Regions from separate parts of the Mus musculus genome. Here region 1 is linked to region 2. Evidence: chromatin contacts called from public HiCAR-type data. All regions are on one chromosome and are shown on one strand. The core of a region is the stretch at or near the end of the contact, and the rest is flanking DNA. Distances in the headings are between cores, read along the strand shown. Region 1 overlaps Crppa (CDP-L-ribitol pyrophosphorylase A). Region 2 holds the start of Crppa (CDP-L-ribitol pyrophosphorylase A).

What was found. HiCAR-type assays count read pairs that join an accessible place to other places.
Region 1: a HiCAR-type map of kidney shows a contact between it and region 2, with 13 times the contacts expected there. The contact joins the enhancer-like site here to the promoter of Crppa in region 2. A contact is called at or near these places in 3 of 484 Hi-C or Micro-C datasets (epidermal suprabasal cells, nephron progenitors and olfactory sensory neurons) and 2 of 115 datasets of contacts at active chromatin or transcription factors (embryonic stem cells and kidney).

The regions. Positions count from the first base shown.
Region 1 is chr12:36,474,726-36,478,738 of GRCm38.p6, reverse strand. It overlaps Crppa (CDP-L-ribitol pyrophosphorylase A), which reads right to left. Exons shown (of 10, transcript NM_178629.6): 5 at 1,994-2,039. Among named protein-coding and RNA genes, the nearest start is that of Crppa, 95 kb to the right of the region's middle. Within about 2 kb of position 2,083, at least 20 of the 459 cell types and tissues checked have an H3K27ac peak or open chromatin away from gene starts, as enhancers often do. A contact at or near this core is called in kidney, where this site is marked.
Region 2 is chr12:36,380,049-36,383,695 of GRCm38.p6, reverse strand. Crppa (CDP-L-ribitol pyrophosphorylase A) reads right to left here and starts at 2,246. Exons shown (of 10, transcript NM_178629.6): 1 at 1,672-2,246. The coding sequence starts at 1,922.

The DNA.
Region 1 (4,013 bases), core at 834-3,333, 95 kb before region 2:
ACTTGAAAGACTATAGCAAAACTCTGAATTTGAAATGCAGTAGAAATAGCTTAGATAGATGTGACCTATAGGAGATTATAAGGAGCAGCCTTAACCAATGTTTCTCAAATATGAATTATAATGCAATTAACTTGGGTTCTTAGCAAAACACATTCTGACTCACATGGGAGTGGGATTGATGACTATAATCTCAGGGTGTCTAAAAATCACATGACTACTGACTTGGCTACCTAGAGAGTATGAAGGCCCCAGAAATGTGGACCTATGTAGGCCCAGTAACATCAGAATCGCCTCTAAAGTCCTAGAAACAAATGCCTTAAAGAATAAGGAAGCTCATTATTTAGTTTCCAACTAAGTCAACTGCTTAAACCTAGTCATGTAAGCTCACTCAGAATAAACTAGAACACCTTGAAAATACCACGTTAGAAACTGTTACCTAAACAAGATAACAAATAGCTTAAAATATTTGTTTTTGCATGGCTGCTGGCTCTGATAATATGTGGGGAAAGTATTACAACCTGGAAAATCAGTAGTTGAGACAGTAATCTCCTTGCTGCTCACACTGCCCCTCTCCCTAAGCAATGCACAGCTTCCTTAGAAGTACAATCAAACTGAGTTTTCTACGTCTTTATGTTAAAAGCATAAACAACCACAGCACAACTTTGCCAACTGCTCACAAAGAAATATTTATACATTGCCTGGCTGATACGTAAATATATGTCAACTTTTTGATTTATGGTTATAGATTAACTATTTACAAGCACAGAAACACAAATTATATGACATTAATTGTTTGAAACAAAATATTCTTGAAGGAAAACAAATCTGAGGGTAACTAAAACACAGTCTCACAATTACAGAGAGCTCAGCTTTCCACATGCGAGCCAACTGCTTGCCTACAACTCTAAAAGGAAGCTACACATCTGGGTCAAGGGCTACCCACCCCAGCAAGAGACTGAATTTAAAACTTTACTTCTCACCCGAAACTTGAGCGTTATCATTTTGCTCAGAGTCTAATTTGGAAAAGAACAGTCACCAGCTTCCTGTTGTCCCGAGGACAGAGGGAACACCCCTTGTCTCACTACTAAAATCGGATGTTTAAAAGGGAGTTCTCAATCCGAGACAACTTTATCCCCTGTGACATTTGACAGTTTCATGAGATAATTTTCATGGCCACAGACATGGTGTAAAGGAGAGGGGGCAGTGTGGCACTGAGGGGGCACCTCAGTGGTGTGTGTGGCTTTGGGTACTACCAGACAACGCACTAAACCCTCCTGAGATCCAAGGATCTCCTACACATCCAGGATGCGGCTGAGCTTGAGAACTCTGACTGGAACCATAGAGCCTGCAGAACACAGAGAGAATTCCCTTTCTGTGTGCTGATTACATTCCCAGCACACTAGTAAGTACTGGCTGGGTGTTAAATACACTATGTGGCATCTTAAGGGCAATATAGTGATGAAAAGCAAGCATTATTCCCAAATACACGGTCATGTTCCTTGAAAAAAATATATATATAATGCAGGCGTTGTCAGAAAAATAAGTTTGTTTTGGATTTTTTTGTTTGTTTGTTTTAAAAGTCATCCATTTCAAATTCTCTAAGTTGTACAAACTATTATATGGAAGGCACTCCTTGATGCTCTGACAGGATAGTGCAGAGGCCAGGGACAGCCTTCCATACATTAAACAGGAGGGACCTTCCCAGGCTTATTGAAATATCAGTATATATAGTTCCCTTTCTGATAGGATTGATGCTCCATACTTAATAGGCTGAAGTCTTTCTTTTATGAAAATTAAAATCAATGTGGTATAATAAGTGGTGTTTCACAAGCAGGAAACAAAATAAAATGCAATTTTCAAAACACAAATCAGAGATCTCCGTGGCTGCCAAACATCTGTCCACCTAAAATGTCTGGGATTTAACTGTCTCTAGAAATCCTCAGTGGCCTCACATCTGAAGCTCAGGCGCTGACAGTCACAAGGTTGAACACACCTTTAATCATGGCTTCAGCTGCACACAGGTCTTGTTTGTAGGTCACCTAAAGGACAGATAAACCTCATTAGGCTCAACAGAGCAGGCAGGAATGTGAGAGCTGTAAAACAAAGCCCCAAGGGAATTCTTCCCTCGGGAGAAACTGCACACACCACACAAGCCATTTCCAAACCAAAGAGCCATTAGACGTTCACATTAAATCAAATCCAATTTCAACAAATTATGAAGATCTAAGCCTTATATCTTTGACTAAGTTATGATAGCACGTAGCAGTGGTTACTGAAATATGATTATTATAACTGGTGTCAAAGGAAATGCATAAGGGTTCAAACAGAAGTATGCACACCACTGTTGTATAAGGTTTCACACTGGAAAAGAAAGAGGTAAGGAAGAAAGGAGAAAGAGGGAGGAAAGAAGGGCTGCGAGGCTGAGGGAGGAAGAGAGTCTCCAAATAGCAAAAGATGACCAGCTCCATTCTAAGCTGAAATTCTCAAAGACCAATTTACATCTAAAGGGACTTCGGAATTCTGAAGGTCATTGTAAAACGGGTTGGTTGCACCTTGTGAAATTTTTCTTAAAGCACAGCCTCTATAAAAAGAATCTATAGGGTACCACAGTGCACCTAAGGACAATGATGCACTTTCCTTAATAGCAAACAGCTTGCTCATAATTGCACCCTGCTTGTTGTAAGGTAACCTTCCACAGTATGCATATCCGGTCTATGGCAGATCCTTCCCAAGGGCCATCCAGTAAGTTCAGATGCAGAACACCTGCAAATTACTGATTTATACCATGGAACTAGAACACACAGTGAACAATAAAATAGTATCAAGTCGGTACAATAAGGTTCGATGGGCACATCTCTCAAATGCCCAGTTAATTAACAATGTCAGTGGCCTCAACTTTGTCATGTAAAATGTTCACCTAACTAGTCCCTTTCCAGACTGTCAGGTTGGTTTTGTTTTGTTTTCTCTAAATGATCTCTGCCATGATCTTGCTTAGCTCAAGTAGACCAGGGCACATGTATAAAGTAAATTCCCCTGCCAGGCTTTACCCTAGCAGGCAGGTTTGATGATGCCATACTCTTTTTTTCACTGCAGTAACAGCAAACACAGAAAGACAGATGGAAGTCTACTGGACCAATTTACTGATCTATTAAAAACAAAGATGCCATTACTCTGCCAGCTGTACAGAAAGTACAACTCACTGTTCTCTGTGACCCTTGGCACTGCAGTTACTCTCCACAGTCCATTTCTGCGGTCTATGAAACAAGAACATGCTCAGTCTATGGATTTCCCAACTGTGATGTATCTGATTCCAATAAGTGTTTACAGAAAGGGTTATAAAGTGATCTAGATGCCCTTCACTCTGCTAGGAGCAGAGCAACGGCAGGGCCCAGTGGAACCTTTGACCTCTGGACATGCCCCCTTCGTCAAGAACTTCCTGTGAAACGGAATAAACCTAGTTTTGAACTATTTCTTAATTTCAGGTTAACTATATACCTGAATTGCAAACTAACTTATATTTGCAACTTAAATAAGAAAATAATTTGTATAGCCATTGTCTGTTGTATAGATTAAACTCCAGTCAGAACTCAAGAGTATACGTAGCTATTGATTTACTTCCTCCTGCATTGAGTGGTAAACTACAATCTAGGTTCAAGTTAATATTAATACTGGACATTTAAACTGATATAAATTTATCACCAAATACTAAATTAACTTTCAGAATTCTTAAAACTTCAAGTAATTACTTATGAATAAAATGCATGTTTTTCACTTTATAGTAATAGCCACAAACCAGACTTTAAAAGTTTGTTAAGTTTATTTCTACTGCCTCCAGCATATAGGTTATAGATGCCAACACAGAGATGAATATTTTTTACTTAGATTAACATCTACTATGTGTTTAGGGATAGTTTTAAAGCCAGGCATAGTGGCACCCACCTATAACCCCAGCAATTGGAGACTAAGGCAGGAAGGGGAAGAATTAAGACCAGAGTAGTCTACATAGTGATTTG
Region 2 (3,647 bases), core at 997-3,496:
GGGTTCAGGTCACCCCACTGTGGGGACTACGCTACTATGCTACATTTGTGGGTTCCGAGTCAATGACTATGAGTGATAAAACAATTTCCAACTTCAAATCCAGTAAAAATTGGGTACATAGGCCAATCATCCTGAACTGGACCTCTTCACAGAGTTGTATGCCCTAGACATACAATACTTTCATCACATGGCTTCCTGAAACAAAATTTCTTCATTGATAGTGGTGTCATGAAGCATGAGGGACCAAGACTCCTGATCTCAGTTCCTTGTTCGACAAACAAACAAAAAAATAAACCAAAAAGAGAAGAAGAAAACCCATAATGAATGTTCCTTGAATTATATAAGCTGTTATAATTTATTTCAATTTCCCTAATGGGCTATTAGGATTTCAAACTGCTGTAATAAATTAAGCAAAAATGGAAAGCAAATGTCCTTTTGCTGTATTTTCCACAAATAACCCCTTTCCAAACACTCTTTTACATTAAAAGATTTAATTTTTAGTGTTCACCTATCTCAGGCTACCTTGGTACATGCAAAAATGCAAATTAACTGAAAGTATTCCCCCAAGGGAAAAAGTGTTAAATGAAAAACAGTCTACAACTCCCTGCATATAACCACCAAGCAGACAGAGATCTGCTGCCAATATCCATTGCAAGCCATGTCATTGTCCATCTCTAGAAAGATGGTCAGCGTTGCCAGGATGAGTGTGGCGCTAGAACTTTGGAGGTGTGTGCTATTGGTAAGATGGCGGTATGAAGCAACCCCTGTACTATGCAGAGAAATAAAAGACACAGACAGGGGTAGGAACTGGAATCGTTTCCAGGTCTGACTGAGTTTCGGATGTAACCACCGGTCTTGATTACTCTAATCAAGGATGATTGCAGCCCTGCACTTCCATTTACCAAATGCCAATGCTCGGAAAGTAAAATAATCTCCTGAGAAATTACTGTGTCCCTTTGACTTTTTGAAGTGTATTGGGAGTTGTTACTCTTCTGAACAAAATGCCAAGGACAGTGGTCTCTATGGAAGCCTCCTGTAATCGTTACTTATGCTAAATATTGGCATCTATCTTGAAATGTAACCAGTCCGATTCAAGGTTTAAAGGCATCGTCACAACTGTCCATTTGACTTCAAAAGAGTAAAGATCTTGCAGAACTTAAGCACCTTCATAATCTTCCCTTTCAGTCTCGCCTCAGCCCCATCACATCACAACACAAGTAACTCATCTTTTTCTCCTCTCACAGTTTCTTCACAGCCTTCCTGACACTGCTCATTATTTCTGGAATCAACTAATTTCAGTCTCTTTTCTAGGGTGTCTTGGCCTCAACCTCACCATCCAATCACCTCCCGTTATTGAAAGGCTGGAATTAACTCTGCTTTTCTCTCTACTACCTGGTTATTTAGCCATGCCTGATTCCCAGAAGAAACGTGCCTGCCCAGGAAACTGGAGGTGCGGCTAGGACTCTCAGGCTCACGCATGCGCGGTGGCACTGTGCCCCAGGCGCTCCTAGAGCAGGTATTCCTCGGGCCCCGCGGGGCCTGCGTGGGAACCGAAAGTCCCTGGGTCCCCATGCACTGGTTAGCCAGGGCCCCAGGCCCGGCGCTGCCCGCCACGCTGCCTGTTGGGGATGATCCTGGGCTCGGGGGGAGCGGATGGCTGGCGCCAGTTACCTCTCCATAGCCTGCAAAGTGTAGCTGATGAGCGGCCTTTCCAGAACCCGGCAGAACTGCTTCGGGGTGCGGACGCCCATCCTTTCCCCGCAACCCCCAGCCGGCAGCACGGCGGCCACGGTTCCAGGGCGGTTCCCGGGCTCCGCCCCAGCGACGGACAACGGGGACTCCGGGAACGCTGAGCCCGCGCCCGCGGGGCCGCTCACGCAATGCCCAGGCTCAGCGGGCCTGCTGCACGGCCCAGGCTCCATAGCAGGCAGAGCGCAGAAGCTCGAGGTGCAGATGGAAACCGAGAGCGAGACGCCAGCACCGGCCCTGGGACGAGATCAAGGGTCGCACTGGGCCAGGAACGGCGCCGAGCGGACTCGGGGAAAGTGGCCTCGGGTGCTGATCGCGGAGGAAGCCAGCAAGCCTTGTCTTCCCAGCCTGGGCCCAGCGCCCCTAGGCAGCAATGCTCTTCCTGCTCTTCCCTCTATCCCTCCGGGCAGGTCGAGCCGAGGCTGCAGTAGCAGTCCTTACAGATTTGACAGTCACACACAGGCAGCTATGCACAGCACAGTCATGGGCCCCATTCTAGATAAGTCGGAAATAATTGTATTCAAGGTACAGTTCAAGACCCATATGTGTGCACCTCGGTCATAAGAATTTCGTTATCCACAGATGGCACCCTGATTCTACCAAGTGGAAAGACAAATGGCTAGGCAAAGTCTAGAATCCGTACTGCAAGGTTGATTCCCAGACCTGTCTGTCTGCACCTTTGAACAACCAAGTAGAGTGTCCTTGAATTCTGTATTCCACACTCAAATTTTAAGATTTTAAGATTTGAATGTTTTTAAATTCCACAGGTGATTCTATTGGGCAAGTGTGATTTTATTGTAACCAGAGGGGGACAGCAACCACACTCACTACTGAATAATCAACACACATCTCCTGTTAACAGGAAAAAGAAAAAAAAAAAAAAAACCTCTAGTGGTCATTTTCACTGACAGGGGAACGTGGGTGCTAAGTAACTTATGTAAGACTGCACAGCCAATGATGGCAAGGCAACCATAAATCTTCGGTTTAGAGGTGCAACGAGCAAGCGTTGAGAAGTTTCAGGCCTGGTGCTCATCTAGTGCTTATTTAGGACTATCCTTCTGGGAAATGTTGATGAAACAGAATGGGTACTCCGAGTGCCAGGCACCACTGTATTCAGGATCTGGAATGTGGAATTCATGAGAGCATGCCCTAGCTTTGCTTTGGGTTTGGGTTGTATGCCCAGCTTCAGGAATGTGACAGGGGCCTAATACTTACTGAAGGAACTGCTGATTGAATAATGACAAGGGAAAAGGAATTATTTGACCATGTATATTATCAATCTTCACCCATCAATAGCTAAATTAGAATCATAAAAACAAAAACTTGAGGATTGAATTACCCAGTTATAGTATTAAATCTCATTGTTTTTATCAACTTTGCCAATTGAAAGCATACGAAATTTTTTTAAAAATTCTCTTCTCTTACCCTCTTTTGTCTAATATTCTAAAGCACTTTCTTTTGTTGCTTTCATTATGACTAATGGACAGCTTCTGTGTTAACTGAAGTTTGTTGAACTCTTGACCCTTCGATGAAAAGGAAGCATTATAGCTTGCTTGTTTGTATTGCAATGCTTGAATGTTTCCTTCCCAGGAGGCAGGAGTGTGCAAGGAAGAGAGAGACTGAGAGACAGAGTGAAGCTGGGGGCGGGGGGGGGGGGGCAAAAAGACTGATTGAGTCTAGGAAAGAGCTCTTTGCTAGGGAGTTGGGTGTTTGATTTGTTAGAGCTTGCTCAAAGGAGACTCTTGAGAAGGCTCCATCGCATCTTATGAACTAACACATTATGTTACTTACAAAACCCAGTGACCAGCCCAGAGACAGCAGCACACTCAGCAGGCAGAAAGCACAAGAGGCAGACAGACGACCAGGGGAACTGGACTCCATAAAACCCATGGCTTTTG